Regions from separate parts of the Mus musculus genome. Here all the other regions are linked to region 1. The links are chromatin contacts, called in public promoter capture Hi-C and targeted proximity ligation maps. All regions are on one chromosome and are shown on one strand. The core of a region is the stretch at or near the end of the contact, and the rest is flanking DNA. Distances in the headings are between cores, read along the strand shown. Region 1 holds the start of Tmem223 (transmembrane protein 223). Region 2 holds the start of Tmem258 (transmembrane protein 258). Region 3 holds the start of Fads1 (fatty acid desaturase 1). Region 4 holds the start of Spindoc (spindlin interactor and repressor of chromatin binding). Region 5 holds the start of 2700081O15Rik (RIKEN cDNA 2700081O15 gene). Region 6 holds the start of Fth1 (ferritin heavy polypeptide 1). Region 7 has its middle 23 kb from the start of Gm50340.

What was found. Promoter capture Hi-C pulls out the DNA fragments that hold promoters and counts their contacts. Capture Hi-C pulls out chosen DNA fragments and counts their contacts.
Region 2: a contact with region 1 is called in a targeted proximity ligation map of pancreatic cancer cells. A contact is called at or near these places in 4 of 39 promoter capture datasets (the 3T3-L1 cell line, cranial neural crest, frontonasal cranial neural crest and 1 more) and 2 of 130 datasets of targeted methods (extraembryonic endoderm stem cells and pancreatic cancer cells).
Region 3: a contact with region 1 is called in a promoter capture Hi-C map of pre-B cells, with 3 times the contacts expected there. A contact is called at or near these places in 9 of 39 promoter capture datasets (the 3T3-L1 cell line, the C10 cell line, the HPC-7 cell line and 6 more), 1 of 484 Hi-C or Micro-C datasets (B cells) and 2 of 130 datasets of targeted methods (astrocytes and embryonic forebrain).
Region 4: a promoter capture Hi-C map of adipose tissue shows a contact between it and region 1. A contact is called at or near these places in 12 of 39 promoter capture datasets (the 3T3-L1 cell line, 3T3-L1-derived adipocytes, HPC-7-derived erythroid cells and 7 more), 3 of 130 datasets of targeted methods (embryonic forebrain, pancreatic cancer cells and stem cell-derived neural progenitor cells) and 1 of 9 other capture datasets (adipose tissue).
Region 5: a contact with region 1 is called in a targeted proximity ligation map of craniofacial prominence, with 4 times the contacts expected there. A contact is called at or near these places in 4 of 39 promoter capture datasets (cranial neural crest, hippocampal neurons, liver and 1 more) and 3 of 130 datasets of targeted methods (craniofacial prominence, pancreatic cancer cells and stem cell-derived neural progenitor cells).
Region 6: a contact with region 1 is called in a promoter capture Hi-C map of second pharyngeal arch cranial neural crest. A contact is called at or near these places in 8 of 39 promoter capture datasets (the 3T3-L1 cell line, the C10 cell line, the HPC-7 cell line and 5 more), 1 of 484 Hi-C or Micro-C datasets (CD8 T cells) and 5 of 130 datasets of targeted methods (acute myeloid leukemia, astrocytes, bone marrow-derived dendritic cells and 2 more).
Region 7: a promoter capture Hi-C map of hippocampal neurons shows a contact between it and region 1, with 2.6 times the contacts expected there. A contact is called at or near these places in 5 of 39 promoter capture datasets (the C10 cell line, HPC-7-derived erythroid cells, cranial neural crest and 2 more), 1 of 484 Hi-C or Micro-C datasets (B cells), 1 of 130 datasets of targeted methods (astrocytes) and 1 of 9 other capture datasets (adipose tissue).

The regions. Positions count from the first base shown.
Region 1 is chr19:8,769,028-8,772,667 of GRCm38.p6, forward strand. Tmem223 (transmembrane protein 223) reads left to right here and starts at 1,969. Exons shown (of 2, transcript NM_025791.1): 1 at 1,969-2,288; 2 at 3,021-3,448. The coding sequence starts at 1,982. The coding sequence ends at 3,313. Nxf1 (nuclear RNA export factor 1) reads left to right here. Exons shown (of 21, transcript NM_016813.2): 19 at 1-156; 20 at 1,233-1,293; 21 at 1,547-1,883. The coding sequence ends at 1,585. It overlaps Tmem179b (transmembrane protein 179B), which reads right to left. Exons shown (of 5, transcript NM_026325.3): 5 at 3,495-3,640.
Region 2 is chr19:10,202,599-10,206,238 of GRCm38.p6, forward strand. It overlaps Tmem258 (transmembrane protein 258), which reads left to right and starts at 1,604. Exons shown (of 4, transcript NM_026919.1): 1 at 1,604-1,666. The coding sequence starts at 1,664. Fen1 (flap structure specific endonuclease 1) reads right to left here and starts at 1,795. Exons shown (of 3, transcript NM_007999.6): 1 at 1,497-1,795; 2 at 1,090-1,421.
Region 3 is chr19:10,181,292-10,184,931 of GRCm38.p6, forward strand. Fads1 (fatty acid desaturase 1) reads left to right here and starts at 1,597. Exons shown (of 12, transcript NM_146094.2): 1 at 1,597-1,973; 2 at 3,636-3,640. The coding sequence starts at 1,761.
Region 4 is chr19:7,381,366-7,385,005 of GRCm38.p6, forward strand. It overlaps Spindoc (spindlin interactor and repressor of chromatin binding), which reads right to left and starts at 1,661. Exons shown (of 6, transcript NM_001033139.3): 1 at 1,307-1,661. The coding sequence starts at 1,436. It overlaps 1700105P06Rik (RIKEN cDNA 1700105P06 gene), which reads left to right and starts at 1,638. Exons shown (of 1, transcript NR_045703.1): 1 at 1,638-2,196.
Region 5 is chr19:7,415,800-7,419,439 of GRCm38.p6, forward strand. 2700081O15Rik (RIKEN cDNA 2700081O15 gene) reads left to right here and starts at 1,826. Exons shown (of 5, transcript NM_175381.6): 1 at 1,826-2,118. The coding sequence starts at 1,980.
Region 6 is chr19:9,981,087-9,984,726 of GRCm38.p6, forward strand. Fth1 (ferritin heavy polypeptide 1) reads left to right here and starts at 1,560. Exons shown (of 4, transcript NM_010239.2): 1 at 1,560-1,897; 2 at 3,095-3,241; 3 at 3,474-3,599. The coding sequence starts at 1,784.
Region 7 is chr19:9,920,634-9,924,273 of GRCm38.p6, forward strand. No RefSeq gene overlaps it. Among named protein-coding and RNA genes, the nearest start is that of Gm50340, 23 kb to the left of the region's middle.

The DNA.
Region 1 (3,640 bases), core at 719-3,218:
TGTGCGGAATGCCAGCCCTGAAGAAATCCAAAGAGCCTTCGCCATGTCTGCACCCACACCTTCCTCCAGTCCAGTACCCACGCTTTCCCCAGAACAGCAGGAAATGTTGCAAGCATTTTCTACCCAGTCTGGCATGAACCTTGAGTGGTCTCAGAAGTGAGTGCTGATCATAGATAGGAGGAACAAGGGGATGGCCTGACAGTGAATTATATAGTGCTTTGATAAAAAGATTCCTACTAAGAATTCTGCATAGGTTATTTTTAAATATTTAAAGCACAAATGAAGATTTGGTTTTCTGTCCCCTTCCTAGCTACCTGTGGCTCCCCTCTTCCCCAATTGGAATTACAGATTAGACCTAGACTTCACATATGCTGCACAGTCGCTGCCACTGAGCCCTTTTCAAACACGGTCTTACTATGTACTCTTGTCTGGCCTTGAAGGCATTAAAGGCATGAGCCAGCAGACCTGGCTGCCAAGTTTTGTTGTTGGTTGGTTGGGTTTTTTTTGAGACAGTTTCTCTGTTTTCCCTGGCTGTCCTGGAACTCACTTTGTAAACCAGGCTGGCCTCGAACTCAGAGATCCGCCTGCCGGGATTAAAGGTGTGTGCCACCACGCCATCTTTGGCTTTTGTTTGTTTTGTTTTTTGTTTTTTCGAGACAGGGTTTCTCTGTATAGCTCTGGCTGTCCTGGAACTCACTCTGTAGACCAGGCTGGCCTCGAACTCAGAAATCCCCCTGCCTCTGCCTCCCGAGTGCTGGGATTAAAGGCATGTGCCACCACACCCGGCTCAACTCCTTACCAAGTCCTAGATTCCAGTGAGCCTGAGCATTCCAAGGGAGCTAGAACTATAGGTGCATACCTAGTACCAAAGTCTTTTTATATATGGTTCTATATTTGAGTCAGGGTCTCACTTGTGCCTTCGCTGCTTGGAAGTCACTTTGTAGTCCAGGTTTACCTCAAACAGATACCTCCCTGCTTCAGCTTCTCCAGAGTGATAGGATTAAAAGCCTTGCCCAGCTGGAACATAGTTTTTAAACCGTGTAAATCCTTCCCTACCAGTGTAAAACTACACGTTGGTTGTTTTTGGTAAACATTTTATGTTTCATTTGTACAAGTGGTGTGACCCTGTGTAAACTTAATGAAAAACATTGGTGACTTTTTCTATAGGTTGGATTTTGGTGACTGACTGCATTTTGGTTCTTATGTGGCTTCCTATTTTAATCATACTCTAGGTGCCTTCAAGACAATAACTGGGACTACACCAGATCTGCTCAGGCCTTCACTCTTCTCAAGGTAAAGTATGGGAATTTTTTTTATTGCTAAAAATGGATCTCTTGAGCCTTTAACAAGGGTCAGATGAAGGCTGGGTGTGGTGATACTTGCCTTTTAATCCAGCATTTGGGAGGAAGGAGGGAGCCAGATCTCTGAGTTTGAGGCTAGCCTGGTCTACATAGAGAATGCCAGGACAGCCAGGGAGTCTACAGTAGCTGGGCAGGGAAGGTGGGAGAGAGGTGCCTGGTTCTACTTACATTTTATCTTTCTGCAGGCCAAGGGAGAGATTCCAGAAGTAGCGTTTATGAAATGATCACAAGAAAAGTCCCCTTGTAAATAGCCCCTGGATAATATTGTCTGGCTGTCATCTGCCGTCTCCTGTCCAGCCCGAGGCCACCCTGTAACTGTGACTGAGGAGGAAGGGCTGCTTCATCCTCCTCACCTACCTTCTGGAAGACTTAGAGAAGACTTCCGGAAGATTGAGCCTCATGGTGCCAGGAAGCCAAAGCTTACTTTGTAGAGCTGACACTAAACTACCCGAAGGACTTAGGTGCTCTGTGTACTTAACCCCAGGATTCCCTTTACTTTTTAAGATAAAGAGTGATATTGTAGTTTGTGTCCCATTACTGGCTTGTTTCCCTCAATGCAGGAGGGGTGGGCAAGTTCGCCGTGATAGGAAGTCCCGCCCCGGAGACGGAAGTGCGCCGCCATGGTGGCGTCTGTGCCGCTGCGGAATGTCAGCCACCTTTTGTCTGTGCTGCGGTCCCAAAATGTGCCCCGGTATTTGCAAAATGGCGTCCCACGGGATGTGCTGCTCTTCCGGCACGAGCGGGGCCGCTTCTTTGCCATCCTTGGACTGTTTTGTGCGGGTCAGGGCATCTTCTGGACCTCCCTGGCTGTTGCAGCCTTGTCCAGACCTCTGAGCCGAGTACCTGCGGAGGCTCCGAACCGGAGCTACCAGGACCTGCGCTCCGCACTCTGGCGCTACGGGCTGGCTGTTGGTTGCGGCACGATGGGTAAGCGCTTGGGCTCCAGATTGCTGTGGGGCTGTGAGCACAACGCTCACTTAGCAAAAAGGGGCTTCCAAAAAAGTAAGTGGGACACACGATATGGGTGCGGTGTAATAAAGTCCCTGAATGCCTTGCACCCTCACCCTGCATACAGTAGGCCAAGATCTGCCCCTCATACTAGCCACGAGCAGGTTTTTGAAGCCACAAATGCATTTTCTCCGTTTAACAATAGAGCTGGCTATCTATAAAAATGTCGATGGGGTGGGGGACGTGGCTCAGTTTGGTTTCTAAGACTGCTTGCCTAGTATGCATGAGGTCTAGGGTTTAGAACCCAACACTGCCTAACATATATGATGGCATCCAGATGTAATCTGGATTTGGACAGAAGATCACAAATTAAAAGTTATTGAACATATAGCAAGCTTGCAGCCAGCATGGAATAATAGACCCTGTCTGTTTTTTCAAGACACGGTTTCTCAGCTCTGGCTGCCCTGGAACTCACTCTGTAGACCAGGCTGGGTCAGAGATTCAACTGTTTCTGCCTCCCTAGTGATTGCGTGCACCACCACTGCCTAGCTACCTTTCTTAAAAAAAAAAAAAAAAAAAAGGATTTAGGAACCTTTTAGAGTTTTAGAGTGTAATTGCTCAAAACTGTTACTTCCATTACAGTAATTTGACTCTAAGGGGTGGGGGTGGGGGTGTCTGTATAACCTTTTACCCCACTTTGCCTCCCTGCAGGAGTCTTGGTCCTTGGTGCTGGTCTCCTCTACTCACTCCGATCTGTGCGGTCTGTCATGCTCCTTGCAGGAGGGCAGCAGGTGACATTGACCACCTATGCCCCCTTTGGCTTGGGTACCTGTTTCACAGTTCCCTTGAACCAGATTTCCTGCATGGCTCACAGAGGTGAAGTTCCTGCTATGCTGCCTCTGAAAGTCAAAGGCCGGCGCTTCTACTTCCTTTTGGACAAAGCTGGACACTTTCCCAACACTCAACTCTTTGATAACACTGTGGGTGCCTACCGGAGCCTGTGAAAAATGGCTTACCCTTCTCAGACGATGCAAAACCCTTAGGGATGAGGAGACTACCAGGACAATAAAAAGGTGCCCAGAATTCACTAACAGCCAATAAATCTCTTCCAAAAGGCTTGATACATGCCTACTTAAGCCATCATTCTGTCCTCTCTCTCATCTATTTAACATCAAGAAATCCATGCCATGATGAAGAAAAGTAATATATTATTTTGGTACAAAAAAGTTTAAGGAGAAAACTGAGGTTTCTAATATAAACAGGGCTGTACAGAGACAAGAGGATTAAAAGCACTGGGGCATGGAGGTTCTGGTTGTAGAAAGCACTTGAGT
Region 2 (3,640 bases), core at 354-2,853, 1.4 Mb after region 1:
TTACATATAATAAATAAATAAATCTTAAAAAAAAAAAAAAAAAAAAAAAAAGAAAGTCCTGTCAATTGTTCTAATTTGTTCCCAGTCTTACTTCACTGTGTCTTTTCTGAAGCCCAAGTGGCCCTGTATAGTCCCCTTCCTTCCTGACTACAAACACCTCAGCACACGTTACTTGTATAGCACAGAAGCCTAGTGAAGAGGCCTGCTTCTCTCTTTGGTCTTCTTCCTGCCCTCCTTCCTTACTTCTTCCTGGTTCGTATTACTGTGGTTCCTCTAAGAATACAAGCAGCAAAAACTCAGTCTTAAGGCTAAAGACTGTAGCTCTCCCTGGTACAGTGGCTTGCCTAGCATGCATGGAGTCCCATGTTGAATCCTCAGACCAGAAATCAAATAAAAAACTCATCCTTGAATCTGGTATTCTGTGTGTGGGTATAACAATGGGGACTGAGCTAGAGCCCTCACTCCTGCTAGCAAGTGCTCTACATCTTCAAGATTGTGTAACACAAGTCACTTCTGAGTTGTTAAATAAGAATGAATAACCATTTCTGCCTTGCAGAACCGGTCAACCAAAAACCCAGATGGAATACACACATCACCAGATGCCGTGCCATGTTCCCTAGTCAACCATATGGTTCACACCTCACTTACTACGTTGCTAGAATGAATACAGGCTATTACCACCCATCATGTCACACAGAGGGAAACCTGTTCTGTCCTGATAGTCTCAGTCCCGCCTCCACAGGACCTTCCAGATAGCAAAGCCTTAAATGAAATGGCTGCAGGCAGGATAAAAACACACCTAGTTCCCCTGCTCCCCACTCCCCAGAGGCCTACTGATTAATCACCGTATTAACTGGGCCCCACTGTTCTACGGAGTCTTCCAGACTTCCCTTCACCAGAAATGTCCTTGGGGCTTTTCCAACACCTGCCTCAGTCAGAAATACAAGAAAGCACTGTCTCTGGATGTCAGCAGAACATGAACCCATTTCCTTATTAAAGGCACAGAACTTCCCCGCTCCATACTCCTCACAAGGGCCCTAGGATGAACACGCTCTGGTCTCTGAGTCCTCACTGGAAGGAGGGTACTACCTTCTTCCTACCGGCGAAGAGGAATGTTCGGAGCAGAGCGAATGGCCCAAGCCCGGGCTGCCCGGTGCTGTTCCCGCGGCTCTGCCGCTTTCAGAGACGCTTCCGCGAGACCTCACCCCGTCTCGAGTGCACGAGCCTTAAGCAGCTAGCAGTGGTTTGGAGTCCACAGCGTTCTCTGGACAGTCCCGAGCCCGTTCTTTCAGTATCGTTCCCAGCTTCGCCGCCTTCCAAAGCCCGCGCTCTCGTCACGTGATCTGCCAGGCGCGAACAGCCTCCTGGGAAATGTAGTGTATGCCCCACCAGGTCCGATAGCAGCTTTCATAGTGGGCGTTCTTTCTGGGGAAAAAATGAATTAAAACCTAAACTTCACACCACCCTTTCCCACAGTCCGACTCCATGCTACTCACAGCAGGTCCGCATAGTCCTAGTTCCCGTTACTCCTGAGAACATGGGACTACAAGTCCCACAATGCCACGCGCAAGGGACCACATCCTTTTCCTGTTGCTCAGTGCGCTTGCTCCTGCCGACGTGTTCTTCCGGTGGCGGATCGGTGGTTTATCCTGTGCGGGGCAAAATGGTGAGATGATGGGAGTTAACGGACAGTGCTGTGGCCAGGACCTAGGGCTCTTGTGTGCCCGGTCCTCACCGCGTTCTTCCGCGGAGGCCTCAGTATGGAGTGCCCGGTGGGTGGGACGCCGCTGAAACTCTAGTTTGAGTTAGGGACGGGAAAGCAAGCCCCTTACCGTGTATTCCTCAGGCTGAGGTTTCCATCACAATGTGCTTATGATGTTGTTGACTATAATTCTGAAGGTCACAGGGTGCACTTTGAAAACCTTCGCGTTTTTATTTTTCTTTCTTATGATCAGTTATCTCTATCTGGAAGGATTCCCTTGCTGAAATCTTACTTATCCCGCAAGGCCCTTGTATAAATACCATTTCCTGGTAAAACACTTGTAACTCTCATAGGTACTTGTCTTGTCTTCTGGGAGCTCTCAGTCTGTACACACCTCTTGCCACGTTTCCTGGACTTCTTTTTTTTAATCTGCCACGCCTCCTAGTGACCACCATCTGACGTGCATCTAGTTCTGGGATGATGTCTATTCGTCTTTGTATTCCTGTTGCCCAACACTGGGCCTGCATTTGGAGGTTCCATAAATGGCAGCGATTGTCCTTGGCTCTTTTAGGGGGGAAGGGGGACATAATTGTTTACTGAATTGAATTCCTGTGTCTCCTAGAACAATGGGCTCAGTCTACTTCTCTGGAGTTGTTATGTTCTGGACTTTAGAAACATTGGCAAGAAAGTGACAATGGAAGTTAACATTTGTACAGAACTTTACGTTTATAGCCCTTTCACAGGGATTATCTCATCGTCTTCTCTGCAACTTTAGGAAGGAAACAAATACCTATTGAGCAGTTACTCTGTGCCGGGCAGTAAACTAGATGTGTCAACATTCATCTTTCTCCAATCATGCATCAGCCCTGTGACACAAACAGTGTTATAACTACTTAACTCAGACTGAGGATTCAGTAGGGCCAGAATTATCCCAATTGTCTTCTGCCAGGAGATCCCCGTGGCTCCCCCCTAAGGCAATGAAAAGCAGTACTCCTACATTAGAATTTGAGCTGTCTGTACTAGTGTAGGCTCCGGCTTCCTGTACAAATTAACGGCTTAGAGTCTGGACACAGATCCAAAAGCAGTGGGAATTGTGGGCAAGCGTTTTTCTTTAGGTGTCTTCCCCCAGACAGATCCATGACTTACATAGTGATCATTAGCTAGAAACCCCTAAGAGCCATTATCCTCTGACTCTTAGCTGCTCTTATCTCACTGAAAGTGGCTGCTGCCATTCTTTGTTGTTATTGTTGTTTGTTTTATTTCCCAGTGTTGGGGATCACACTTAAGACTTCATGCATGCTAGGCAAATGTTCTACCACAAAGCCTGCCACGTCCCTACTTTTAAGATGTGATGTAGAGCTAGGAGATGGCTCATGGGCAAAGGGTTTGGTGTGCAAGCCTGATAGCCTGAGTTGGATCCTAGAACCCACATTACTTTTTAAAATCCAGGTGTGGCCAGGCGATGGTGGTGCATGACTTTAATCCCAGCATTCAGAAGGCAGAGGCCGTCAGATCTCTGTGAGTTTGGGGCTAACCTGGTCTATAGAGTGAGTTCTAGGACAGTCAAAGCTACCCAGAGAAACCCCGTCTCAAAACCAAACAAACAAAAGCCAGATGTGGTAACCCCAGAACTCACACACCGCAAGATGGAAAATGGACACAAGAGAAATGTCCAGAAGCCTTAGGGCTGCTTACCCTGGAATGCGTGTTACAGTGACCAAAGCCCAAGAGAGACCTTGCCTCAAGCATGGCAGAAGGCGTCTCTCAGAAAGTTGTCCTCTAACGTCTAAGAAAGGAGATGAGGAGTGACCTGCAAAATGGCAGGTAAATGCAATGCACCTACTTTCAAGCCTGGTGACTTGGGGTCAGTCCCCAGGACCCACATGGTGGAAGGAGAAAACCAATTCTTGTAATTTGTCCTCTGACAAATTACACTCA
Region 3 (3,640 bases), core at 347-2,846, 1.4 Mb after region 1:
AGAGCGAAACTCCAAGGAGAATAGAGATGTTTTGTTCCCAGTAAAGTTCCCTATTGCAGAAAGACCCACAATACACAGAATTGTTAGAGAACAGGCTCTGTGCCACAGTTGGCAAACGGCGCTCTAAAGAAGCTCATGCTTCCAGAAATAGAGATTGCTAGATTCACCAGTCTACACACTGCTGGTGTAACCACTGCTGAGGCTGTCACACAAACTTCACGATTGATTGCGTCCTACTGTCTCCTGACAATTAAGGCCACTAAACCTGTATAATTCTAATTAATATAGTGAAACACAGTGGTGCTTGCCTATGATTACAGCACTTGGGAGGCCAAAGCAGGGCGATCATTGCAACTTCGAAGCTAATCTGTTCATCACAGTGAGTTCCAGATCAGCCAGGGCTACTGCTTCCAGGGACAAAAATAACAACAAAACACAATACGAAACTAAGATCACTAGAAATAGAAAATGCTAAAGCTAATTGCAAATGTTAAACTACATACAAAGAAGGCAAGGCTGGCCTTTCTTCGTTTTATTTTTGTTTTAAAATCGTTTTTAAAATTGCATTTATTTATTTATTTACGTGTGTGTGTGTGTGTGTGTGCTGCCATGAATTGCAGGCAATGTAGGCTAGAAGAAAAACTTGTGGAAGTCAGTACTCTCCTTCCATCTTGTGGGTCCCAGGGATCCATTTCAGGTCACTGGGTTTTGCATCAGGCAACTGTTCCTCCTGAACCATAGAGCTATCATTAGTATTGTTATCATCATCATCATCACCACCACCATCATCATCATCATCACATTTTAGTTAGTGCATGTGTGTGTGTGCATGCGTGCATGTGTTAATTGTGTGTGTGTGTTCCTAAGTACTATATTCTTGTAAGTCAAAAGTGACGGCCAATCATAGCAGACAAGACTTCTGTTAGCGTTGGGCTATCACGTGAGCAAAAGCCTGGAACTGTAGCCAATCAGTCTCTTTCTTTATGTTAGTCCTCTTTCTTTCCACACATGCTAACTGCCCACCTTGCTAGGAAGGGGGATCTCTGAACGGCTACTGGGTCAGGATGCTGTTTTGTTTGCTAAAGCCACTGTGTTTAATTTGTCACGTGTTTCCTAGGGGCAGGAAATTGACAGAACGTTTGCCTTAGCACAATCTGCTGTATGAAACAGAACGTGGAAAGCAGTGCCTGTAAACCCAGAACTCAGGAGAGTCAGAGGTTCAAGGTCATTCTCAGCTACACAGTGAGTCTGGGGCCGGCCTGAGCAACATGAGAACTGTTTTCTTTTCTATATGTTCACACCAAGCTTCTATGCGCCCTTGGGACCTCCGCCTTAGCTACATCAAGCTGTGACGCACTCAAAGGAACCGTTATCCTATCAATCCCTACCATGCTCAATAAAAAAATAAATAAATAAATTCCGAAGTGGAATAGCCTGGAGACCACTTTCAGGCCCCGCGAGGGGGCGCGTCTCTGCCGCTGGAAGTAGCCTGAGTCTCTCCGGGGAGTGGGGAGTCTGTCTTTGCTACCCGAGAGAGGCGGAGCTCGCGCCCCACGCCACTCGGCTCAGCCAATGGGAGCTCGCGCCGCGGGGCTCGGCGGTCCGCGCCAAGGGTGCTGAAAACCCTGCGCGCGAACGGCGGTCTCCGGGCGCGCGCTCGAGGCAGCCCGACGCTCCCCTAGTTCGCGAGCCTGGCGTGCGCTGCCCCGCGGCCCGGAGCGCGCACCTCTCAGACTCCAGCTTCCCCCGCCAAGCTTGCTATGGCTCCCGACCCGGTGCCGACCCCTGGCCCGGCCTCCGCCCAGCTCCGCCAAACGCGCTACTTTACTTGGGAGGAGGTGGCGCAGCGCTCCGGGCGGGAGAAGGAGCGATGGCTCGTGATCGACCGGAAGGTGTACAACATCAGCGACTTCAGCCGCCGCCACCCGGGGGGCTCCCGGGTCATCAGCCACTACGCGGGTCAGGATGCCACGGTGAGAGCGGACAATAGGCGCATCTGCACCTCGGGGAGGGACATTGGCGGGGAGAGAGGCCTTTGAACCCGGGATGCAAGCGCCTGAGAGACCGGAGCGGTAGACGGTGGCCGGAGACACGCACACTCAAACAAAGGGCTGGTTGCACATCCGTGCTTTGCCTCTGGAGTCTCAAGCATGGGTTGGATAGGAGGGAATGAGCTTTCCAGGCACCCGTTCAACGGTACTTGCAACCTCCGGTGGTGGGAGGAGGAGTCTGAGCAGAGAGTGGGAGTCGCGTCCTGTCTGCCAGGCTAGGAGGGTGAACACAGCCTTGTCTGACCTAGAGAACTGGCCCTAAGTTGGGATTCGGAGCGGAAAGGAAGTGGGAAAGGACTGCTTGCGCTAGGGATGACACTGAGGACCCGGTGCTTGGGCATCACCTGTACATTGTGAAGCCCGGAGGGTAGGGTAATGAACCTGAGCCGGTCCAAGACAGCTTGCAGTTGGAGTCGTAAAACTGTACTCGGATTCTTAGTGCGAGGTCACTTGGGCCAGGGAGGTCGACTATTGAGGGAATAGGGCTCCCGCGCGATTAGACACTTCGCGGGGTCGCGTCCCTTTTCCGTTGTAGCTTACTGAAGGAAGAGTCAGTACGAACCCCAGCTTCTGTCTAGTGGCCCTGTTTTCTCTTTTTAGACCATATCCTCCCTCAGAGGCGAGGGCCGGACTAGGAATGACTTAGGACAGAGCATTCTTTGACAGGATTGTCATCTGTTGGGTCTCTACATTTGGGTCCATCTCCCTTTTAACTACCTAATGCCATCCCTCCGACCTCTTACTCCTTGTCTGCCAGTCTAACGTGCTCCCGGGGTCCTCAGGGTTCCTATTAAGTTGCCCATGAAGTTAGAGGTGGAGGGCCTTAGCGACCAGGCTAGAAGGAGCCGGTTTCTAGAAGTAACCACCCAGAATCCAAACAGCAGTGCATTCCTATACCGGTTCATGAAAGGATGGAGCAGACCCGCTCCGTCTAGGCTTCCCATTCTGTGTGGCTTGGGGGCCTAGGATTTCATGGCAAGGACAGCGATTGGTCTGGATGTGTGGTGCCACTGACCACGGACTCCACCTCCGCTTACAGCTTTTTTTCCCTAAGGCCCTCCCACCCACCTTGTATAACCCATATTAACTATTCCGGAGCGGGAATGGTCAGAATGTTGAGGGAAATAGGGAACCCTGCCCAAAGGAGGAAGAAATGTGAAGAGTTCCCCAGCGCTGGCATAGGTAGGGAGTCTTCCTCACAACAGAAGCTGGCTAAGAAAGAAAGGGACATGTTGAAAGTACTGTAGGAACAAAAACCTCATAGCCCCACCTATTCCCGCAAGCTGCTTCTCTCCTGTGCTAAATTCCTACACCAAGTGTCTGTAGACATGAAGGCTAGCTTCGTCAGGTCCGTGTTTGTGGCATTCAGCGGAGTCTTTCCAGTCTTTGGTGTAGTGCCCTTTCAGTGGAAACCCAAATGCCAGGTGATCTGGGACTGACATCTGGAAGAACAGTAGGGAGGAGGGAGGAGGCCTTGCATCAGCATTGATGCAAACCTTGTTGACCTGGAGGATGGTCTTTGATGTGAGGCCCTTGGGAGCCTGGGAGACAGGGGTCCTCACTGTCTTCTCTCTGTATTTTTAGGATCC
Region 4 (3,640 bases), core at 411-2,910, 1.4 Mb before region 1:
ATGCCACAGTGCTGTGAGAACTGACTCCCAAGAGTTGCCCAGATCTCTTCATACTTGACGCAACTGACAAACAGACACAGGCACAGACACACACAACAAAGAGAACTCACTGCCACCTAACATACTATTCGATATTTACCTGCTGGCTACCACTGGATGCACACTTAAGAGCAGGGTTTCACTTACCCTGGTCCCTACTGTTTACCATTCTCAGCTCTGCCTGAAGCTATATGCTTGGCATATAGCTGCCCACTAAAGCTGAAGAATGAACCTCTGTAGATGTCTACTTCCCTCTCACAGTGATGAAGCCATCTTGGTTAAGCACTCTATAAACCAGCACAAGTAAAAAATAACCTGTGTGATGCACCAAACAGTGAGAGGAATGTGCCCCACCCCCCAATTTCCTAACCTTCCCTCCCATCTCCAAAAATGAGTTAAAGAAACACAATGACCAATTTGGTTCTCAATCTATTCTGGGTACTGTCATGCTTAAGGGAAACAGGTATTCCACCCTAAGGAAATATTTGCATTTTTCATGACTAATTATCTTCCACAAAGGTAGCTCTTTGTTTTCTCCTTTGGACCAGAGAGGCTGGGGAAGGAGGACGGGAAGGGAGAGCAATGTATTCCCAGATTGTCCCTCAAACACCTCCTTTGGTGACTAATCTCCATGTAGATGACATGGCTTGTTACCCACCCCCAAGCAAGTCCCGCTTTTCTCAAACGGGGTGCTACTAGCAATTCCATTCAAATGCCGGGTTTTAGACTTGACACCTGTGGCTCCTGAAACAGAAGGCCTAGAGGATTGAGGACGGGTGGAGGCTTCTACTTACTGGGTTATTTCCCCTCTCTGGAGGTCGCCAGCCGCGCCAGCCTTCACCTCCGTTATCACTACGGGGGACTAGCCTGGGGCCTAGAGGCCTGGTCGCCCCTCGGCCTAAGAAACAGACCGGAACCGGGAGACAACAGCCGGGCACAAACCACTGTACTGGGAATCCGGCCTCTACTCTGGGCCCGAGGGGGCGCAGGGAACCGGAAGACCTGAACCGCTCCTTCGGTGTGGATGGAAGTCTCTAGACCCTGAGCGGGGGAGGGGCGGCGGAGGAAGGGGGGCTCCGAGAGGCCTGGGATTCCAAACCCGGTGGGGGAGGAGCGAGGGCGCCGTAGCCGCGGACCGGACAGGGAAGGGCCCTCTGGGGCTGCAGATGCCGGCCCAGGGAAGCGCCTGGGGACCGGGAACCGGGGACCGGGACCTGGAGATCTAGTCCCGGACCACCAAGCGGAAGTGAGGTGTCCCCCCCCTCACCTCGGAGCATCGGCTCGGGCCGCGGGATCACGGCCACCACCACGGCCTCGTCGTCATCATCCCCTTCCTCACACTTGAGCGTCACCTCGAAGCAATCCAGAGCCGCGGCGCCCTTGGCTTTCAGGGCCATGGCGAGGCGAAGAAGGGCGACCGGATAGCCGAGGACGTTCGCACAGACCTCGGCGCACCGCCTGTGGCGGCCGCCTCCTGCCCCGGACCACCCCGGGCCCGCGGCTCGCCTAGCTCACCCGCCGCTCGCCCGGCCGCCCCGCCAGCCACGGGCTTCAACGCGTCACGACCCCGGGCGGGGAGGGTTCGATCCGGGGCCCCCAACCCCGCCGCTCCCTTTTATGGAGGCTCATTGTCAGCGTCCGTCCGGCAGTCCCGCCTCCAGACCAGGCTGGCCAATCACGTGAGGACACGCCCCCTAGCCCCGCCCCAGCCACAGGTCTGGGCCAGAACCCTGTGCAGCGCGTTTGTCTCTGGCCGGTTTGCTCGGCGGCGAAGCCTGGAGTTTTCCTGGGAGCGGCGCCGGCAGCCTTGGAGACCCGGTAGGGCATCCCCACCAATGGCTGGAGGAAAGGGCTGCTCGGCATCTTACTTCTTGGCTTTCCCCTGACTAGCTGCCTGCCTGGGAGGCAACACAGACGAGAAAAGACCGGTGGGGATGTGTGAAGGATACATAGGCTCAGAAGTGTGGAGACATCTCTTCTAATTTCTTTGGGCCTCGTTCCTTTCTACTAGCACATACGCTTTAGGGAAAGAAAAATCACTTTGGATCCTCCTAAACAAAGATTCTAGAAGATGAAGAGGACAAGAGTGGCGTGTGGGCGTGTGTAAACCGCTTCCGATGGATATAATTTACGTTAAAAACAAAACAAAACAAAAAACGTGAGTCCAGAGAGTGTGGCCTTTTCCCAGGACACAGCAAATCCCCTGAGAGCCTCCAAGACCGGGATCCGGTTGCTATGGCGCTGCTGCCTGGCATTCGTGCCTGAGTGAAGACTGTCACAATGGGCACTTACACTTCTGCATAACATCCCCTCCCCACACACATACACACACCAGACACGCTAGATTTCAGCTGAGAAACGGCAAAAATGTCTGGCACTCAAAATTCTGATTTTAAGTGCTACCAACAGTAATTATCAGCCCAGAAACAGTAATTGTGGATGATGTAGGAGGCTAGGGGACAGAAGAGAAACAGTTCACTTACCGTATATTGTGTGTGTGTGTGTGTGTGTGTGTGTGTGTGTGTGTGTGTGTGTTTGTGTGTGCGCGCGCGCCCTGGGCATACCCACCCCCCCCCCATCCACTGCATAACCAGCTTTTATTTTGTTGAGATAAGGACTCACTTTCATGTCAGTCTGACCTGGAATCTGTGTAACCCTGCTTGCCCCAAACCTTTTCCTCCTCCCTCCATTCCCCTGGCACAAGGATTAAAGGTCTGAGCTGACACCACATACAGCAGCCACAATAGAAAGAACTGAGGAAATTTCTATTACTTTGAAATGTACCCAGTACTAAAAAGATACTCCAAATCAAGCAATTTCCTAGGCCTGGATAGTTCTTACCTAAAGGCTGTTCTTTGCTTTTTGCCCAATGCCTCTGGGTAGGTAGTCTGTTCTGTTTTTGCAGTGGGCTGGCTACAGGACTCAAGCTTCCGGGAGATTGTGACTAAGGCCTGAAAGGCAAGAAAAAGAAAAGCCTGTTATTTCCCTCCCTCTGTCCCTCCTGAGTTCTAACTCCTCCTGAGCAGGTGAGGCTGTGTCTCCAGTGTCTTTGTGAGTCCTTGGTTTGTGTCACTTCCCTGTTGGGCTTCCAGCCCTTCTGTCACCCTGTCACTTGGGTCACCCTGTGGTTCCTATTTCTTGTTTGATTCCAAAGCGATGGGTAGCCCTAGTATTGCACCAGATTCTTATTTAATTATATATATTTGTTTTCTTATGGGTTGTGCACCAGAGTACTTGTCTGAAGGCTAGAGCAACAGCTTCGGGGAGCTGGTTCTCGTCTTTGTGTGGGCTCTGGGGATTGTACACTGGTTTGTCACTAGCCCTCTACCATATACTTAATAGACTAGTTCTTTGGCCATCACGAGTGTAAGTGACAATTTTGGAATTTTAGTTTCTTTGGGAAAATAAAACACAAAAATATAAGAATACTCCAGGCAGTGGTGGCCCACGCCTTTGATCCCAGCACTAGGGAGGCAGAGGCAGGCAGATTTCTGAGTTCAAGGCCAGCCTGGTCTACAGAATGAGTTCCAGGACAGCCAGGACTACACAGAGAATCTCTCTCATATATATATATATATAATTTTAATCCCAGGTGTGGGAT
Region 5 (3,640 bases), core at 576-3,075, 1.4 Mb before region 1:
CACTAATCATCCTGCCTCAGTTTCCAGAGTGCTGGAGTCAGAGCTTCCTGCCACCACATCCAGCCCTTCCTTCCTTCCTTTTTTTTCCCCCTTGCCTATAAAGACCTACCTGCCTGCCAGTGCAGGGGTGAGAGGCGCGCTCCATGACCCCTAGCATCTTTTTAGGTTTTACATGGTAAGATGTAAAGGCCATTTCCTTGTCCTTTTCTTTGTGTTCCTGGGCCTAGCAACCTTCCACTTCGTGGTGCATCCGGCATTCATCCGTCCCATGAGCATGTGGCTCTGCTCAGTCCAAGAGGTGAACTGAAGGGCAGCCAACCGTGGGAGAGCAGTGCTATGGAAAGGGACTTATATTTCCCCAAGGTGAAATCTCTCCCAAGTCATTCCGGAGACTACGTGTGAGTGTGTGTATGTGTGTGTGTGTGATTTCCACCAGTGACTCTTGTCCTCTTGGCATATACACTTCGGAGAATGGTTTCCTGTGGGTCGGGTAATTTAATAGTTTCCTTACTCCCAAGGGGCTGAAACTGTTTCCTTTTTATAAACTGAGGATGTCTAAGTTACCCGCATTAGTAGCAATCTTGTTCACTGCTGCATGTCCAGAGTGTCAGCTCTTGTAGCACATAGTAGGTGTTAAGTGTGAGAATGACTCCATGAATGGTGCCTTCTTTGACTGTGGTGTGCCTCCCCGACAGGGAGGGAATAAAACCCACTTCTAGACCCTCATGGTCTCTGGCATCCTGTAATTTGGATCTCCAGGCCTCTGCTTTGTTGTGGACGACTAACCAAAGGCTAAGGGAGGACCTGTTTCTCCAGCTGGCCCTGGCAGGACCCCAGGTTGCCTCGACCCTACAACCTTTCGAGGTTCCTTCTCCAGGCTTACCGGGAGCCTGAGACCTGAAGGTGTCCCTCGGCCGAAGCCAGAATTCGCCCCAGGGTTTTCCAGCCTAGGGATGCGAATCTCCAGCTGCCCATCACCAGGATCCCAGTCCCTTCTTTGCACCTTCGTCCTGTGCAGGAGCCCGGGGCTGAGCGGAGTGCCTCACCCGGTACCTATAGGCCTGCGGGGGCAGGAGCCTGAATCACCGCCGCAGTCTCCCTCTCTTTCCGGCTTCCAGCCCAGGGCCACCTCTGTTTCGGAACGCCGGCTGGCCAGGCGCAGCGTGCTAGCTCTCTTACACTCCTCTGCGCGCCCCTCTTCCCGGCTTGCGCTTTCGCGGCCGCCGCCCTCACTCTGGCCGGCTCCAGGGAAACCTCGCCCCGCCGCCCCTCCCCGGTAGAAGCCAGAGCTGCCAGCGCTAGCCCCAGGCTCCCGCGGGAGGGGGCGCGGCAGCCCCCACGGCTCCACCCTCTCCGCGGGGCCGCGGCCATCTGGGGCCCCTGCCAGGCGCGTCTGCTTGGGGCCCGCGCCCAGCTCCTGCGGGAGGACGAGGCACCCCGGAGAGGGGAACGGTGCCGCCGCACCGGGCGGTCCCCTGCTAGCGGGCTGCGGAGAGCCGCGCTCGGAGATGCCCCGAGGGGGCGGTGGCTGAAGCGCGTCGCAGCGGACTGGACACGGGCGCCCCTGGTCACCTCGGCGACTCTTTACCAGCCGGAGCTGCAGCTGCGGACGCGGCAGGGCGGACCCACGAGGGCGCTGAGGACCGTGCTCCCCGCGTCCGTAACAAGCGCCCGTTGCGGACTTGCCACCTCCCGCTTTCCCCGCACCAGCCCCCCGCGAGCTGGCAGGAGGAAATTGCGCGCGGCCCCTTTAAATTTACCCAGGAGCCCTTAAAGGAGCCCCAGGGGCCCCAGACAGGAATCCCCACCCCGGTCCAGCCCGCGCTGCCGAGCGAGCAGTCAGCCGTCCGTGCGGCCGGCCGCCCGTGAATGCGCCCCGCGCCCGGGGGCCCCGCGCACCGAGCGCCCCGCGTGCGCCGCCGCTGGCTCCGCGGCCCCGCGCCCCGCCGCCCCGGGGCCCCCGCTCCGCAGCGCAGCGCATGGAGCCCGGCGGGGACCACCGGAGCCGGAGCGGCGGCGGCAGGGGCGGCCCCGGGCCCGCAGTGACCTCGGCACGGGGCCGACGGCTGCCGCCCACCGCAGCGAGCGGCGGCACGGAGCCCGAGGAGGACGACGGCGGTAAGATCTGGGGCCGACGACCGGGGGTGGGGGGCCCCGGCGTGGGGGAGGGGAGGGCTGCGGCTCCGGGCCCCTCTCGGCCGCCGAACAAAGCGGGGGACGAGCGCAGGGCGGCTCGGGGCGCCACCTGGTGGGCGCAGAGAGCAGCTACAAGGCCCGCGGGGCGCTCCCTGCCCGTGGCGGGGTCTGCCCGCCGGGCTGGGGCGGATCCCTGCTCCTTAAAGGGCCCCGCGTTGCTCGTTTTTTGGGGGGGGGGGCAGCGACGTGGGAGTCGAGGTGCTGGAACTTGCGGCTCCCGCCCTTTCTCTTTCACACTCCCAGGTGGTCTGTCTTTTAAAGGCTTCCCAGTCCCTCTGTCCCTTTCTGAGGCTTTCCCCAGAGTAGCATAGCTCGGGATTCCGCTGTTCTCGGTTATGCCATCCCTTTCTGCGTGGCCTTGCTGGAGACGTGAACTCTTCCCTTCACGGTTACGCTACGAGAAACAAAGCGCAGCCTGCGTCCTGGGGGCCCCCGTCTGTCATACCCCACGTCGGGAAGGTCTTAGTGAGGGATGGGTTCGCACACGAAGGTGGATGCCCCACCCGTGCGTTGTCGCGTTTCAGAATCGATTTTGGCCCCAGTTTGTCAGCTGTACCAAGACCTGCCGGCCCTAGTTGGCCCTTAAAACCAACTGCTTTTTTTTGTCTCCCTTCTGTAAGGTTCATTGCCTTTAGATCAGCGGAGGTTCCATCCGTACTAGGGAGAGTGCTCTCTACTCTTTGAGCTCCTCTCCCTATAAGCCCCCGCCCCCCACCCCCCCTTTTTATTTTTTTGAAAAAAATCTCAGCTCCTCCTTTTTCTTTCTTTCTTTCTTTTATTTTTTTCTTCTTTCTGCTCTTAAAGGGCCAGTCTGCCTTAGATTTAACAGTGGTCCTGCACTGGAAAGATGCTTAGTAGGATGCTAGCTATTCAGTCAGTGCATTTGCAGACAAAGGCGTATAGGCCCAGAGAGCGGATGTGACTGACCTACCAAAGGTCACTGGGCAAGGCACCAGTGAAGCCAGATCTTGAATCTAATGTTTTTTCTATACCTCTACCTTAAAAAAAAGTAATGGAAGACAAACAAACAAAACCTTCAAACCAAAACAGACAAAAAAACCACCCCCAAACCAACCAACCAACCAAACAAAAAACACCCAAAAAACCAAAAAACCAAACAACTCCACACGAGGACAAGAGCCCTCTCTGATCCTGTCATTTGTTTGTCTGACTCTGGGATTCTGTACTGAGAGAATGCCAGAGTCTGCTTGTTTCGTCTTTGTGGCCAGGAGACAGTTTTCTAAATAAAAAATGGTCAGCCAGCACTGCAAGGAGGGCTCTGGGTGTCTTTGACAAAGTGAAAGAACACTAATGGTTGGAGAGGCCCCAGAAGTGCACACTGTTGGGAGGGCTGGCAGCAACCACATCCCTGCTAGCACAAATGAGATAAACTAGAACGACTTAATGGGTGTGATGGGTGGTGGCTGCTCCCCAGTCTGAAGAG
Region 6 (3,640 bases), core at 310-2,809, 1.2 Mb after region 1:
CAGGGTAAAGTTTAATGACTTTTTATGGCTCGCCAGTCTGACTATGTTCTTTCCAGCTCTCCCCAACATGCACTTCGTTTTTCGGGCCAACAAACACACTTTCCTTAAGGTTCCTTGAACAAGGGAAGCATTCCCATGCCTGCCCATTTGCTATTCCCTCTACTTAGAACTCCTTTCCCCACCTCCCTCCTCCACTTTCCAAAGGGAATTTGTTCATCAACTTTAGCTCAGCATCAGTCTCCTAGGGCCATCGTCCTGAAGTCTGACTCCAGGATATTTATCCAGAAGCATCCTGCAGCTAGATTACCACTGAAATCTTTCCTGAAAAGAACATATATAACGTGTAGTTTTAAAAGACTAAGTACTAGTAATGTATTTCAGTAGACGTACCTTAAAAGGGGGGAAGAGGGTTATAATCCCAGCTCTCTGACGAACCAGCCTGGCTTACACAGAGAGTCCCTGGCCAGTCTGGGTTACTGATCCAGTAACTTTGTCAATCTTGCTTCAAAACAATAACAACAAAATCGAAGTCCAACTTCCAGTTTTGAGAATATGAACAGCATCTGCTGGTTCTCCACCTGTGTTAAAGACTAGACAAGGCTGAGCACAAGTGGATGTGGATGGCAGGGCCTAGCAAGACGCAGTGGCTAATCTCTAGTTCTGCTTGCTATCCAAGAATTCGCACCCATTTTGAAGCTGGGCCACAGCTACAAGATAGACACAGTTGGCTTGTCCCTCTGCAGTTTCCTGCACCTGTCACCTGCCATTCTGCAAGCATCAACTTCACTCCAAGGACAAACCCAAAGGTTACTGAGAAAGATAAAGGAGACCATTTTGAAACAGACACACGTAGGTCACTTCTTTACTTTTCTAATCCAGAGACGTCTCTTAATTTCAAGCATCACCAGGGGCTTTCTCAGAAACCTAAATGGTTTGGCCCCAGGATTGCCCTATAGACAGACGGCTGTTGTCCTGCTCTAAGGAGAAATGCGCCTTCTTAGCCTTTGTTTTTTCAACTGTTCTCAGAGCCATGTTTGCCTTAGCAAAAAGCCGGGGTTGCTTGAGTCAGAAGAACAGGGTAGACCCTAACCTCCTCGCCAATAGTTCCCCTACTCCTCCTCTGAGCTTCTCTCCACAGATTCTGAAGGAGGGAAAGCCGCTCTTTCCCAGTCCAACTTATATGTCGTTCGCCATTTACAGCGCCACGCTTCCATTTTCCTATTTGTAAGACGAAGTCGCTGTCTGGTGTATGTCACGACTAACAACACGCACTTTGCCTAGAGTTTAGGGATATCCTGTGAGAATTGAAAATCATCCTCATCGGTACCCTCTGTGCCCATCTGGGACCCAGATGCCTCTGCAGTACGGCTAGATCCAACTACGCCCGCCCCGGGCCACAGAAACAGCGCGCTTGTTGCCAGGCACCGCTCTTGCAGAAGCTCAGAGCCCCTTGCGTCGCCTCACACTCACACAGGCTCCTCCCCGCCCGCGCCCTGCGGGTTTGGGCAACACGCCCACAGGAAGAGGCGGGGCGGCGCGGCCCGCTGCGCTGATTGGCCAGCGCTCGCCTGACGCAGGATCCCGCTATAAGTGCGGCCCGCTGTCCCCTCCTGCGCCAGACGTTCTCGCCCAGAGTCGCCGCGGTTTCCTGCTTCAACAGTGCTTGAACGGAACCCGGTGCTCGACCCCTCCGACCCCCGCCGGCCGCTTCGAGCCTGAGCCCTTTGCAACTTCGTCGTTCCGCCGCTCCAGCGTCGCCACCGCGCCTCGCCCCGCCGCCACCATGACCACCGCGTCTCCCTCGCAAGTGCGCCAGAACTACCACCAGGACGCGGAGGCTGCCATCAACCGCCAGATCAACCTGGAGTTGTATGCCTCCTACGTCTATCTGTCTATGGTGAGTGCGGCCTCCTCAGGGCCACTTGGGGAGCCGGCGGAGGGTGGGTCGGGGCGTGGCCTGCTGCGGGCTTCCCCGCCTTCCAGCGCCCTTCTGGAAAATGGAGTTTGTTCGGGGTTCTTTCCTAAGGCAGGCAGCCCTGCCGTGGCAAGTCTGAGCACATAGCACCTTGTGGCTCCTGCATAGATCAGGCATGTCATTACACCACTTTTTTTTGAAGCCTTAGGGCAGTACGACTGTCAGCCTGGCCAATCAACCCTGCAGTTAGGTGCATTTTCTGCACGCTCGTCCCCTCCGATCACGTGGCCTACAAGCTTCTCTGTTTGGTTATGCATCCTGCTCCAGTTCCTCCTGGAGTATGGCGGGTCTGCTTGGTCATGGTGTCGAGTGGCAGCCTTGGGGCCTGGTGTAAAGAGGCTTATCTCTTGTGAGCTTACTCTTGTCCCCTTCAAAGCAGCCGCCTCCACCTCTCTGCTTATCACAGAGCCTCACTTGCATTGAAACTTATCGCTAGGAATCTCCCCTTCTGTAGTTATCAGTGTCACCCCGACCTTGCATTTACAAGGCATCATGTTACTGTATTTTTCTTATTTTGCATGAGTGTGGCTTACTAACAAGTGGTAGGTACATACTTGTTGGGAAAAGCCTGCTATCAATTGCTGGACAAGGAAGTTTTCCATGTAATAGTTTCTGAAAAACAGGTTTGGGGAAGGCCTGGACTTTGAAACAGGTCCAACTTCTGTGGCTGTCATTCCTGGAATATGAATACACTGAGTGCTTAAAACTGAAAATCAAAGCTTCTCCTAATATATTTGTGCTAAAATGCAATGCCCTCAATTGTTAACAGGGCATGATGCATTAATTTTATAAATCAGTGGTTGTTTGTAGAGCTGGAAGCCTTGTGACCTTGTGTTAGCTACTTTTTACATGATTGGTGAAGGAGGAGAAAAATGGCCTCCCAATGCAGGATACTCTAGCACCCTACCTCTTAGACAAGTAGATTTGGGCTTGGCTTAAATTTTTTTCTCTGCACTAATACCGAGCCGTAGAACACTTGATAAAGCCAAGTCCCAAGGTTTGCCTTCCCATCCTTACTGAACTTTTAAAAGGCCGAGTAGGATGGCTCACAGCCTTTGCATACAGCCATTGCGGTGCCTTGCAGTGGAGATCAGTAACATGTACCCTTTCCACTTTCAGTCTTGTTATTTTGACCGAGATGATGTGGCTCTGAAGAACTTTGCCAAATACTTTCTCCACCAATCTCATGAGGAGAGGGAGCATGCCGAGAAACTGATGAAGCTGCAGAACCAGCGAGGTGGCCGAATCTTCCTGCAGGATATAAAGGTAAGTAGATCCTAGGGGTGCCCTAAATGAGCGGTTAGACTTTATTCAGGAAATGATGGTGCACTGAGGCTTCTGTCCTTGTGTTGTTGGCAAATGGCAGTTGTCGAGCATCCTGCGGTGAAAGCTTAGAGGAAATTGAGGGCAATCCTTTGCCCAGAGCATGATGGCTCAGTGTGAGGTGTTTCCTGGCTTGGGTTGATTGGTAGATGACTTGACCCGATGTTTCATTCAGAAACCAGACCGTGATGACTGGGAGAGCGGGCTGAATGCAATGGAGTGTGCACTGCACTTGGAAAAGAGTGTGAATCAGTCACTACTGGAACTGCACAAACTGGCTACTGACAAGAATGATCCCCACGTGAGTATCGGAAACGTGGGATGAGTGGAGGAGATGATTTG
Region 7 (3,640 bases), core at 593-3,092, 1.2 Mb after region 1:
TTAGCAAGGCAAACACTCAGGATCCACAACCACTGTGGCCCAAGAAAGGTAGCTACTCTGGCAGGATGACCCGCTGGTGCCTCCAAGGTTCTTGTTTTGCAGAACTCAAGTGTGGTGCTATCATAGAAATGCAATTCCCAGAGAAACACCTGTGAGACCCTGTGTGGAGCAGGAAGCCCCTGAGTGGGCTATGCATGACACTTTGAAAACAAAATCTGTTGCAGTGACAACCTCTGTGTGCCTAAATGCTAGGAATGTGAGCTAGCTGCTCAAAAGCAAAACATAAACCAACAGCCTTCAATGCCGTTGACCTGAGAGAAGCAGATGGCAGGCCCAGGGAGGTAAGGCTGCTTAACCCTACAAAGCTTATGTAAACACTTGCTCCAAAGCCCTTGAGCTGCAGGGGGCACCGTTTCTCTTGTTGGGTTCAGCACTGCTTGGGCCCAGTTTTCCATTGCTAACCTCCTATCTCCGCCTTTCAGCATCAGGATTCTTACTCTACCACTGGCTGTTGGACTGAGCATAATCCCTGAGAGAACATTCTAGACCACCATGACTGTAAAGCCGATGACAAGAAGCAGCTCTTAGGAGTTGTCCTCTGTCAGTCACGTGTGCACACACAGGCACACAGAAAACTAAATATTTTTAAAACTAAAGCATTCAAGTGTTTAGGCGTCCTTTTGTTTTGTTTTGTTTTGTTTTGTTTTGTTTTTTTAACTGATACTTCCAGCTGTTTATTCTAGAATAATTTGTGGTTGGCATTCTCTTTATTTTACTGTTTTTCCTTTTGCTTATGAATGAAGAATTCAATAGAAGTCACCCATGTAGCAGTGAATAATTCTTCAAACATACTCAGGGCAAAGTTGTGGTAAAAACACTAAGATGTTCCCAGCTTAAGGCAATGCAAACCCTATCATCCAGAAAGCGGCCGTTCCTGTGCTGAGTCAGCTCCAGAGAAACTGAGACCTGAAAGCTGAGAACAGAGGGAAGGCAGTCTGAGGTCATCACGCGTCCACAAACATATATCGAGTTACCCAGTGAATACTGTGGGTACCATTTGCAGTACCACGAGAAAAGGAGAAATGAGGAAAGTAACAGGATTGAGGGCCATTGGGAAAAGGCCCAGAAAAGATGGCTGGGGACATGTCGAGCTATAGCCTAAACAGCTCCAAGATAAGAAAGCACAAAAAAACCAAAGCAATCCAGCTGCAAGAAAGGAGAAAGATCAATTAAAAGAAAGATAAAAGGACTCTACGAGGGGTGACCCCATCTGACTTCTGGTAGAAAGAGACAGTCCTAGCAGTTTCCAATATTGAGGGAACCAAAATGGAAAGAGTTGGGAAAAAGGGAAGCCCCTCTAGCCAGAGCTCATAAATCCTAAATGTTATCCAAACAGGAAAAGGAGGGAGCAAAGCATGGGAAAAGATGGTTCCTAAAATCTGCTTTTTACAGATCCGAGATAGCCAGAGGGCTTGCGTGTCAAGAAGGTCCACGCCACATACCCTGAGTTAAAAGCTGCCCTGGCCTCTCCCAAAGCCACCTTTTGCCTCATTTACAGTAGAATTCCTCATTTCTCCTATCTAAAATTTGGGGGGTTTATACTAAAGATACTGTCACTTTCTTCAGAGACAGAGTCTTACTATATATAGCTCAGGCTGACCTTGAACTTGCTTGCTCTCCACCTTGGCTTCCAGAGTGCTGGGATTGCATGCACACCACACCATGCTCAAAGGTATTGTCGCTGATGTGAGAATGAGCAAGCAGGGCCTCTCTGGAGCCCAGTTCTGTTCAATGCCTGTAGGCTTGTTTCTGTGGCAGATATCCCACTTTTCTGGCATTTCTAGCACCCAGGAGGTTGCCATGGCAACTTAGATTTTCAAAGCTTCAGGACTTGCCAGCTCAGGGACGATCTGATACACATTGGTTTGGTTAAGTTAGGTTTGGCTTGTTTGTGGGGTTTTTTTGTTTTGTTTTGTTTGTTTTTTGTTTGTTTGTTTTGACACAGGGTCTCCTGCCTAGGCTGACCTCAACACCACCACACACACACACACACACCCCATGCAGCCAAGCATGATTTTGACCTTCTGCAAGATACCTAAAGCAGAAAATAAGAAGCAGAGAGCAAATGGGGGGGGGGGGGGCGGGGGCGGCTATAATCTCTCAAAGCCTGCCCTCCGTGACATGCTTTCTCTAGCAAGGCCACACCTTGTAAACCTTCCCAAACAATGCTATCAACTAGGGACCAAGTGTTCAAACTGCTGCATCTATGGGGCATTTGTCACTTTAATCACCAGAGACAGGACCCTGAAGTCACGTCCTCCTCACTGTTCACTGGTATTCCCAAGTCTTTGGTAAATTTGCTTACCTTTGAGATTAATCATATGGTCTTCATATAGCCAAAAAATTAGTATCTGAAACATTTCCCTTTCATCATATAAAAGAATACTTGCTTGGATATCTCAGTAATATATTATAGAATAAAAAAAGATTTCCTGTAGTAGCTGGGCAAGAGTGATTGTTAGATCTCAAACTTGGATAAACAGCTAACTGAAGTTCCTATTTAACATATCAAAGAGGACTGTGCCTGGGCTGGAGAGTTCAGGGTAGGGGGTGGGGTATGCCAGCCATACCCTGTAACAGGCAGGGACAGAGGGATGCTGGGAGAACCTGGTGGCCTTTAGTTCTGGGTTTGGGAATCTAACAAGTGAGCTGAAATTAGACTCTCTATTTCCACCCCTGTATCTTCTGTCTGGTTGTAACAAGGGGTATGCTTGGTAGTTTTTTTAGCAACACAGAGAACATGGTATGGCAGGAGAGTGGGGGGCTCTTTACAGAGATCTTTAACAGGGCTTACAAAGGAAGTAGTTACCAGAACTGTTTGCACTAACTTCAAACAGATGTTATCAACCTAAGTCCACAAGTTGCTTCTAATAGATATGTGATATTTGTTTTGTTTAAGGCTTCTTTCAACCTCTTGGCTGCTGTCAGCAAATGATTACCAAAACATAGACAGGGGAATGGAAGAGTACATATTCTCAGATTAAAGCCAGGGATTTAGTTTAGGATGAAAACGATGACTGCAGGGGACATCCAAGGCATAGTAACTTTGGTTACATTGTTCTCTTTAAGATAAGTTTACCCTGGCCAAGCAAACAGGAAGACCCCAGGTTGTCTACAGGGTCTGGGGAAAGTTCAGTCCCTTTGAAGGCAGCAGGGACTTTTAGAAAATGTATCATCATGCTTGGACCTACATAAGACAAGATTGTTAAAATACTAAAATATACTGTTTGGTATGAAGTATAATGTGGCAGTGGGCCGGGGTACCTGGTGGGCCCATGCCCAGGTGTCCTCTTGAGAAATCACACCATGTGACAGACCTGGTATAAAGAAAGTTTATTTGGAGAAGGAAAGGGAATGAGGGCCTGGAGAAGGATTAGAAGCAGACAGACTGGAACCGAGTGGGGGGTGGGGGGGGGGGGGACAGAGAAGGACAGAAAGAGAGAAAGAGAGGCCAGCTGGGAACGCGTAGGAAGGGTGGGGGGAGAGGCGGTATGTGCAAGCAGTCCTTTTTCCAGGCTGCCTGGTGCACCTAGGGGGGCAGGCAGGCCACTCACTGCTAAGTCCCTGGGAGGAGCCCAAC